Linked DNA regions of Sus scrofa: region 2 is linked to region 1. The links are chromatin contacts, called in public HiChIP or PLAC-seq maps. All regions are on one chromosome and are shown on one strand. Each heading gives the region's core, a stretch centred on a gene start, on an enhancer-like site or on the middle of the called end of the contact. The rest is flanking DNA. Distances are from core to core; before and after follow the strand shown.

Region 1 (5,094 bases), core at 1,384-3,883:
GATCAGGCATTGCTGTAGCTGTGGTATAGGCTGGCAGCTGTAGCTCCAATTCAACCCATAGCATGGGAATTTCCATATGCCGAGGGTGAGGCCTTAAAAAAGCAAAAAAAAAAAAAAAAAAAAAAATCAAGTACAAAACTATAATCTATTAACACAAGTCCAATTTTAAGACAAAACTTTTATTTGTATAACGAGTTATCAGATTTCGTTTTTTTCTGATTGCCAAAATGCAATTAATTCATTTAGCCCTTGATTTAAAAAGATGATGACTTTCTACTCACAGGACTGCTTTATAATAGTTTCATGTAATTAAATCAGTATAGTCTTTATAAACACTATTTCCATCTACAAAGAGAAATGAGTAATCCACAACATTTTGGTGTGATACACATATATTTATATAATACTGGTTTTCAAACTTGATAATTTCAGTTCCTCTGTTCCTGAGGATATATATACCATATAAAAGCCGTCTTGAAAATGTTACTGCTGTGTAAGTGGTGAGTACTCAGCACACAATCCAACTTTCCTGCATTGTTTGAAATTTTTCATAGTAAAATACTGGAGGAAAAAACTGCAAATGAGAAACATTCACAGACCAGAGTTATACATACATAACACTTTAAGATGAAAAGAATGTGTCGATCAAAAGCCTGAATCATTTCTTCAACTACTGATATCAACCTTTGAAATACGGCAGAAGCTGCATTAACTGGACCCTATATAATTTTACATAATAGGTATTTAATGCTGCCAACCACCAGTGTGTAAGAGAAACAGATCTTCACCAACTGTCTTTCATGAAAAAAACTAGAGAAAGGGTTGCCAAGTATGCCTATACACTCTCAATACATTTCCAATACTTCTGAAAGCATAGTTTTCTTGAGAGAACTAAGAGAAAAGATTTCCCGAATCACAAAACATACACTGAGCCTTCCTTTGTATTGAGTGACAAATGTGTGGCTCTTCACAAATATGTGTTCCTACAGCCCATGTAGCTACATACACCAGGACTACAACACTGCACAGTGAAATAATTACACTTTGCAACAGATTTTTTAAACTCCCGTTCCCATTCCATAGGTTGAAAAGTACTTTCTAGTCTTAATTACTAAAATAGTTTTGGTCTATTCTTACTGATTTTTCTATTACATTTTTATATCGGTGACTCCATTTGAGAATTTTTAAAAACATTTTAAATTATCTTGAGAAAAAGAAAAAATGGCACTACACCTTTAAGTTATATCAAATTGATGAGTACTATGAATACACGCAGCTTCGTATGAATTAAAAAGATTAAGATTTTTTAACCATAAGGCAAACGAAAATGAAAGTACCAGCCTTAATAAATTATTAAACTCTGGACTGCACAGTACTATATATCAAAATCACAAATGCCCAAAAGTAAAAAGCAACAACTTCACAGTTAATTTGTGCAATGACGTACCACCCTATCAACACCGACCCAATTAGCGGGTTTCAGAAAGTTGATCCTAAAGTAGACTAAGGCAGAGAGCTGACCCGAAGGTGACTCCAAACACCTCCTCAACCCTAAATGGCAAAGAGGGAATAGAAATTGCCTCAGTTGCGCTAGCTTCAGACTTAATCTATCCCTCGAGGGTTACCCCTGGCCAGGACTGAAATATGATGGAAGGTGGAGGATAAAAGGGGTGGTGAAGCTGACATGAGAAGAACTGGGGGCGGACTGCGCCGGTCCAGGGAGACCGCAGGGCCCCAGCGGTAGGAAGGGGTGGGGCAATACCTAGGGGGTGTAGGTGGCCGCCCCAGCCGGAGAGCCCGCCGAGTGAGAAGTGAGCGCGCCGAGAGAAAGGGGTGCAGGCGTGATGGGCGGTGCCCACAGTCCTCCCTGCAACGCCCCAAACCCCGCAGCCCCCAGACCCGGCGACGGGGCGGAGCCATCGCGCCCGCTCTGCCCTCTCGCGCCGGCACCAGCCCCCTCAGCGTCTAGTCCCGGGTGGGTGGGAGGAGCGGGCCTCGCCCAGCCGGGTGGGCAGCCCGGCCCAAGCCCCAAACTGGAATGCGCCGCCGCGGGCGTAGGACGGAGGCAAGACCCCTAAGCCGGGGGCAGGAGGGGGGTGGCTGAGGGCGGAGAAAGAGCCCTCGGCGCAGCCGCCGCACCAGAGCTGAGCCCCAAGCGCCCCCCTGCGGGCAGGGAGTATTGCCCCGGTTCTCGGCTGGCCTTCCCTACTCTTCCCCCCCTTCCCCGGTGTTGCCCCGGGCAACAGCGCCTGTCGCCGGTGGCGCGAAACTCACCTACCTAGAACCTGACAAGCAGGAGCCCCTCAGACACGGGAGCCAGTCGCCACCCCGCGTCACGGGGGCGGCCGGAGCCAATGGGCGCCGCTGTCACGAGCCTCCGCGGCCAATCCCGCTGTACTCCGGTCTCTGGGCACCCTCGAGGTCTCAGCCAATGGGCACCAGCAGAAGGCGGGCGCTGCCTCCCGACCCCCAACCCCTCTTCCACCACCTCCCAGGAGGCGGGGCGCGGCAGATTGGCCGCGGCCGGAGATGGGTGGGACTCGGGCTCCGAGCCCGGTGGGCGCGCGCGGAGTAGAGGTTGCGGGCGTGGCGAAGGGAGGCGTGAAGTTGCGTCGGCTGCTGTCTAAGCCCGCTCCCCGCTTCGGCCCGGGTCCCGAGGTGCTTCTGTTGGCTCTGCTGTTCTGGTCCCTTAGCTCGCTCCTCTCTGGCTGGTGTCTACGCTGCCAGGATGGGAGTGAGGGCGGGATGCGGCCAAAGGCGGACAGCAGCGTCACAGGAAACTTTGGGAGTCTCGCCTGGCCGCGGCCACTTCCCGGCCGGGCCGGGGGGTGATAAGCTGGGGCCGCCTGGAAGGGACTACCCGGCGGGTCGGCAACCGGAAAGGAATTCGGAGGGTGGGGGTGGAGGCGTGATTAAAATGTTAAGTGTGCCCGGGGGGTTGCTTGGCGATCCCGGGTGCTGAAATTTCCAGGAATGGGCGCGGACCCTACAGCCCAAAATACCCAAAATACGCAGTTTTCACCCTCAGAATCTGTGGCTCTTTCTGTATATCTTACTTGCAGCTATTGTAACGTTGATTCCCTTGAACTAGTTTTCACCTTCCCCAATGGACTCGGAGTGCCTTAAAGGCGAGAACTGTCTTTCTCGTTCCTATAATTCCCATTGCCTGAGACCCTCTTTTTAAAAAAAGTTAGACACTCAGTGTTGCAGTTGTGATGGAGGCGGTTAAAAACTTTACGGCAGGTCTTGTGAGTAGACCCCTGCAGTAGGTCCCTAACTCTTCCAGAGTCTAGAGTGTGTGAAGAACCGAAGTTGGTTTGCTCCTCCAGTGAGGGTTGTTCCTGAAGCGTCCTTGACCAAAAGAATTTAGTGGAAAATGAGAAATTCGAACTAAACGAAGATAACTAGGAGATTGGTAACAGTGTGATAGGTGTTATTAGTCACTATTCCAGGGTGTGTTTCTGTAGTCCATTCTTAAAGGCATTGTGTTGTACGGTGCACATTCTTTCTCTGGAGCAAATTCTAAGGTCAATCCTGTCTCCACCCTCCTTTTCCAAAACGGGTATTCAGTGGGGGCCAAAGAAAAGTGAATATTTTTTCTAAACAGAGTTATTTATTTTACTCTAGGTAACAGCCCTACATTTAGAAAAACAAATTTTAAATAGGACTTTTGTTTACTCTAAAGAAACTAAAACATGCTGTAAAGAAAATTTTTTTTCATTGTATTATAGAAGTTTTAATTGTTTATTTGTATTTTTTAAGCCTAAAAGACGTTGTATTCTTATATTATTCTGCAGTTGAGATTACATTACAAAGGTTACAAATAACCAATTAGAAGCAAAACATAAAGACAATTTAAAAAAAAAGTTTCATTCTCCCTGTTGAAGACAAAAGAAGACATTTCCCTTTCTTAGAGCATTGGCCTTAGAAAACTGGTAATTGTTGAATACTTTTTCATCTCTTAAGTGTTATCAATTATTTTGAAGATATATAGGTCTCTGTCAGTTTGTATTCTGTTAGCTTTACATCCCAGAAATGTCCCTCAAGGCTCTGGAAACTATCTCTTTGAAATGCAAAAGTCAAGAAAAAAAGCATCCATGAGTGGATAAAGAGGGTGTTGTGGTATACATATACAAAGATGGGATATTATTTAGCCATGAAAAAAGAATGACATCTTGCCATTTCAACAACATGGATGGACTTTGAGGGAAGTATGCTAAGTGAAATAAGTCAAACAGAGAAAGACGAATCCCATATGCTCTTATATGTGGAATTTAAAAAAACTCTCATAGATGCAGGAACATAGGTGGCTGCCAGAGGCAGGGAGTGGGAGTGGGTGAAATGTGTGACGGTGGTCAAAAATATAAACTTCCAGTTATAAAATAAATGTCATAGAAATATAATACTATGACTGTAGTTAATAATACTGTATTGCGTATTTGAAAATTGCCAAAAAAGCAGATTTAAAAAAAATTGTAGTATATATGGTGATTGATGTTAACTTGAATTATTATAGTGATAACTTAGAATTACAGCTATGGAATTACCTTGTACAGCTAAAACTAGTGTAATAATATATGTCAATTATAGTTCAATTAAACGATAGAGAGAGAAGCACGTGCACCCTTCTCTCCCAGTTCTCTAGGAGAGAAGGAGCCTAACTTCAATGGGCAAATTGGTCCAAATTGCAAAATTGCATTCTGTCATAAAGATGAGAAGTTTGTTTTTCCTGTGGATAAGGCAAATTAGCTAACATTGATGTTCACCCCAAATAAAGTTAAAATGAATTATGTGTGCAGTGCTTTCAAGGCCTATTACTTAATGACTAGTTATTGTTTATCTTGAAAACATATGTAATGGGTTGAGTCTGTTTGGCTGTATGCAATTGCCTTTGCAATCTCTTTGCTGATTTCCCACCGTGTGTACCACATTCTAGTCTGCTTATTCAATAAGAAGAGTGTTTTATTCTCCACTACCTTTGTGGAAACAATTTCTGTGGTGGAAGAAGAGTCTGTTTTTAATTATATTTGCCCCAAACACCTATACCCAAAATATGAAGACTACAAAGGTAAAGACAGCAGTTTCTAGTTTTTA
Region 2 (5,094 bases), core at 1,105-3,604, 900 kb before region 1:
GTCTTTTTTCACTTTCATAATAACTGAGGTAAAATTACTAGTCTAATTTCATTAAACTCAAGCCTCTTGTCCTAGCATAGGACAAGAACAAAAGGCAAGACTATTCTTTGGTCATTTAAACAATCGCACACACACACAAAAACAAAACACCAACTTGTTCACGTCCTACGTTTCTCTACCCTTGAGCCAAGTAATTGACAGATAAGCGTCTCAGGATTTTGAGTTCTTCACGTTCATTCATTACAGAAGATACTACACAATACCCAGTATTACTAAAATCTATGGAGCGTACAGGTCACCGGAAAACAACTTGAAACACACGCGGCGCGACAGCCCCCCAAATAGAACCGATCATCCCTGTTTGCTTATTTTTAGTAACTTTAAATAAAAGACTTAAGATGGGTCGTTTTCCCAACTCCTTTGACAATTTGACCGCTGGGCTCAGGACTGAGCGCCCCACAGCTTCCGGCCAGAGTATAACAAGCGCTTCCTCACTAGGCTCCCTCTTCTGCTCCAAACAAACACGATGTAATAGCTGAAGAATGACGACACTAAAATCAACCCTACAGATTCACATCTAAGAGGTCTGTAACACGAAATAAACTTTTATTTCTCAAGAGACAGCGGGGATAAACAAATAAATGAAACACCCAGATGGGGTCTGTCTGATCCATTTCCGTGACTGGGTGAGCGAAGGGGATCAGTGCAGCTTAACCCTGTGTGTGCCGAGGGGCTACCATAGCCCGTGAGCTGTCAGCAAGCGCTGCGCCTGCAAGGGAGCGCCTCACGCCGCGCGAGTTCACCGGCCAGCAGGTGACCACCCCAACAGGCCTGGGTACGAGCACAGGAACACGGCCATTTCCTATGAGCACGATCCGGCCACCGCATGCTGCCTAGTACTTTGTTAACTCCGCGCGCCCGGGAGGGGGTGGCTCCGGGATCGCGGTCACCGCCGTCCGAATGCTGCGGAGCGGGGGTTGGAGAAGGATTCATGCCTCCTCCAGTTCGGCCTCGCCTAGCCGGGGCGCGGAGCCCCGGCGGGAGAGAGAGGTCTCGTAGCAGTGGGTAACTACGGGCCCCCATGCCTACTCTCTCGGAGCCCCGCGCCCTCGCTCCCGGTGCTTACCTGGGGAAAGGAGCCCTCGCGGCGCGGGCTCTTGGGGTAGTCTAAGTGACCCCGGTCCAGCATCAGGTAGAGCGAAAAGATGACCACACAGAAGATTGCGCTGCCAAACACGGTGAACTGGCGGCTCAACTTCATTTTTCCTCGATAGACTCAAGGCCAGGGCACTGTCCTCACTAGGAGGAGGAGGAGGCAGACACCGTGGACTCCTGGAAGCGGCCGCCGGAGGCTCTCTGCTCCCAGGCTCGTTGTCCCCGCGCTCTAGGCTGTGGATGCGGGTCCCAGACGCGGTCCGCACCTTATCTCCGGCGCCACCACGCGCCCTTGGCCTTCGCCCCGGCCTGCCGCCCTCCCGGGGGCCGGGCGTTGCTCCCGAGGCGGGACCTGCCTGCAGCCCGGAAGGGGCCCGCTAAAACTTAATCTCGACCTCAGCGCCGGCACCCGGCAGGGCGCGCAGGGCAGGCAGAGAAAAGGTCGCTGTCTGGACTTCCTGCCACCGTCGCCCCGACCAAGTCGGCAGGAAAAGTTTTCTCGATTAGGGCAGGTGTGTCCTCTTCACCCAGGAGGTGCAGGCTTGGAGGCTCTGGGGTCGGTGGCGCGGAGCTGGGTCCAAGGAACCGTGGGGAAGGAAATCAGGTCGGGAAGAGCCGGGCCGCACAACTTAGCGCCGGGACAGCCGGGCCCGCCCCCGCGGTACAGCCCCCGCCTCCCGGGACTGAGCCCCTTCCTGCTGCCGCCGCCGCCGCCGCCGCCGCCGCTGAGACCAGGCCGGCGTGCACCCCGGGAGCGGGGACTCACGGGTCGGGCAAGAGTTTCCTCCAAGCGCGCGTCCACCAGCCGGCTCCTCCCGCCCCCCGCCGACCCTTCTTCTCCCTTCTCGGACCCGGGCTGCGCCGGGAGGGCGCAGGGGGCGGGCGGCGGCGGCGCGCGGAGGAGGAAAAGGAGAGCAACGGGAGGACCGTCCCCGGAGAGAAGCCCGCTCCAGCTGCAGCCGCGAGTCCCCTCCCTCCCTCCCGCTCCGCAAACGCGTAGATGGCGGCGGCAGCTGCGAAAGGAAACGCCGGTTCTCCAGCGCCACTCGGTGCTCCTGCACCGCCCGCCACAAGCAGGAGACAGCGGCGGTGCAGTGGCCGCTGGGTCAGTAGGCGCCCGCAGCCCGGGAGCTGAGCAGGCAGCGGGCCCCGCCCCCTCCCGACGCGCCGGGATGAGGGGGCGGGCTCCCTGGCGCCCAATCACAACGCGCCGCCCGCCGGCCCGCCCGGCGACGGCCTCCCGGAGCCCCTGCGATGGGAAGACCTCAGACGGCTTTTGTGACCTGGGAGGGAGTGTAGCCGGAGTTGCGGCCCTGAGAGGCGGTGAGGCTGTGCAGTCCGGGTTCTGCTGAGCTTTCTCCCCACTTCCTTTTCGCTGCCCAGTTTTCCTGTCCTTGATGTCCCGGGCCTGGCGTGTCTTGGACGGAAACTCGGTGAGGAGAAAGAGAACGGGGCTGCGAATTCTGTTCAGACTAATCTTTTACTCCATTGCTGTTGGCAACTTCTGGTGAAACCTGAGGGAAAGGAGCCTGCAGAAGGACCCTCCAGAAAGGTGTAGAAATCTGGCTACAAAATCTGTGAGGGGAGCTTGAGAAGTGATGCTTGTGCCGGTTATTGATTTATTTCCTCAATTCCAAATTCACCCTTTTTCACTGTACTGTGAAAATGGATCTGGGCCTTTGAAAATAAGTTTTCCTTTGCCAGCAGGGGCTGGATCTTTGATAGGAGAGGATACTGAAGAGACATTACGGGAAGAAGGGTGTTTTCCTACGTGGTGTTGGTAGGCAGGCTCTTGCAGCAGCAAATCTGGCTTTTTTCCAGTGCCAAGCTCCTATAGTGCTCAGGGACCAGCGATTTCCTTCCATGTCCCCAGCTCTAGTGATTTTTATGGTAAAGGCCCTGGAGAGAGACACTACCTCAATGAATAGCTTTCTGGCACCTTAGAGGCAAAATGTGTAGCAAGTTCCAGGCAGTCAATTTTCAACAAGTTCTGCAGGTGTGGCACCACAGTGACTTCTCTGCTATTCAGTGAGCCAGGCTGTGCCCTCTCCAGGACTGTCTGTATCTTTGCCGTGGGAAGGTTTGGGGAAGCTCCTTGAGAAGGCTATCTCCCAGCCTAATGGTTATTATAAAATTAGCTCCTTATACCTGCTATTTCTGTATTCTCGAGGGGTCTCTTCTCACTAGTGAATCTCATTACTCCAAAACCCTGTTTTATCTTTTTATTAAGTTTACCTGTAGTCCCAAGAGATAGACTTAAAAAGACACAATTAGGAGTTTGCTTTGATTGGGTCTTTGGGTTTGAGTTTAGTACTGAATTCCTTGCCGAAGGGATATAAGACACTGGTGATTCATGCTGTAGGAGGCATCCCAGTTAACCTGTAGCTGATTGTGATGAAGTACCAAGTGCCTTAAAGCACCAAATGGCAGCTACAGTGGCCTCTTAAGGCTGTAAGGTGACTATAAAGACTATGGTGTGAGAGTGGTTCTTTTGAGTTCCTTTGAATGCTTACAAAGAGAAATGATAAGCACATTTTAAAGGAACCATTTTAAAGGACGCTCTTATTGACTGGCAATGAAGTGATATTGCTGAAAATCAAACACAAAATTACCGAATTACAACTACTGTTGAATTGACAGGTATGCTAAGTTTCTCCTGTAAAAGCTAGGGACTTGTTAAATGATAGAATCCCCAAACTTGGGATGGATTAAACCCAGGTGAAACTGACAATCTAGAACCCCCCAATTCAATCTGAGCCTCTCTTACTAGTGGAAGTAGCTTGCCCTCTAGTTTCTGAGGTAGGCTTCCTCTGCTTGAAAACTCACCTGGGGCAGATGCCTTAAGAGGAAATTTGCATTCTCCTTAAATTCCGGATAGGAGTTCCTATCATAGCACAGCAGAAACAAATCCGACTAGGAAACACGAGGTTGCAGGTTCGATCCCTGGCCTCGCTCAGTGGGTTAAGGATCTGGTGTTGCCGTGAACTGTGGTGTAGGTAACAGACAGGGCTCGGATCTGGCTTTGCTGTGGCTGTGGCGTAGGCCAGAAGCTGTAGCTCGGATTCGACCCATAGCCTGGGAACCTCCATGTGCTGTGGGTTCGGCCCTAAAAGGCAAAAAAAAAAAAAAAAAAAAAAAAAATCCATGGTAATCAACCTGGACTACCAGTATACCCACAACGAGAACCAAATTCCAGCATGCTCCTGGTGTATAGGTACACCCTATGATGGAGGAAGATGTAATTACACACTAAAATAATTTCAAGACTTTGCTAACATAAAGGCAGAAACCTGGCAAATGTGTAGGTGTGGATTCTAAACCTGTTAGACCATGGTGGATAGAATATACTACTACAGTGAGCCAAATTTATTGTTATGGTGTTAATTATATGTTAGCTCATGCAGCTAGAGGTGGTTCTAATAGCTTACTTGATTGATGGAAACTTGGACTAATTGATTGCCAAGAGTTTATGAGGTTGAAATGCCAGAGCTTCCCTGACATAATATGGAACAGGAAATCAAAAAGCCTAGGGAAATATTCTGTTGGAATTATATGTAATATGCATACCCTTCCCCCAAATGTGTTCCATGCAAAGACACTCCCTGCACTAAAGAATTGAGAAATACATTAGTGAGAAGACAGGCATCTTCGAAAATCTCTGTGGAGATTCACCTCTGTAGGCCATGTATGACAATAAAGGATACCACTATTGAGGTAGACTCACTGATATCAGTAGGGATAACAGGATCCCAGAGTAGCAGAAGCCAAGCAACACTTAACCGCCAAAGATAATGTAGTCCATCTGCCTTATTAAAGGGCAACAGGTGTGTACAGGCAATCATACTGCGTTGGCCCACAAAGATGTCCTGTGGGCAAAATATATAGGCAACCTCATGGAGTACTGCTTGATATTTATTAAAAGTAAAAGTTCTAAATCAG

The links. HiChIP or PLAC-seq counts read pairs in DNA pulled down with a chosen protein or histone mark.
Region 2: a contact with region 1 is called in an H3K27ac HiChIP or PLAC-seq map of skeletal muscle, with 4 times the contacts expected there. The contact joins the promoter of PJA2 here to the promoter of FER in region 1. A contact is called at or near these places in 1 of 47 Hi-C or Micro-C datasets (embryonic fibroblasts) and 1 of 2 datasets of contacts at active chromatin or transcription factors (skeletal muscle).

The regions. Positions count from the first base shown.
Region 1 is chr2:113,771,659-113,776,752 of Sscrofa11.1, reverse strand. FER (tyrosine-protein kinase Fer) reads right to left here and starts at 2,633. Exons shown (of 19, transcript XM_021084609.1): 1 at 2,279-2,633.
Region 2 is chr2:114,673,021-114,678,114 of Sscrofa11.1, reverse strand. It overlaps PJA2 (E3 ubiquitin-protein ligase Praja-2), which reads left to right and starts at 2,354. Exons shown (of 12, transcript XM_021085401.1): 1 at 2,354-2,588. MAN2A1 (alpha-mannosidase 2) reads right to left here and starts at 2,329. Exons shown (of 22, transcript XM_003123823.6): 1 at 1,127-2,329. The coding sequence starts at 1,261.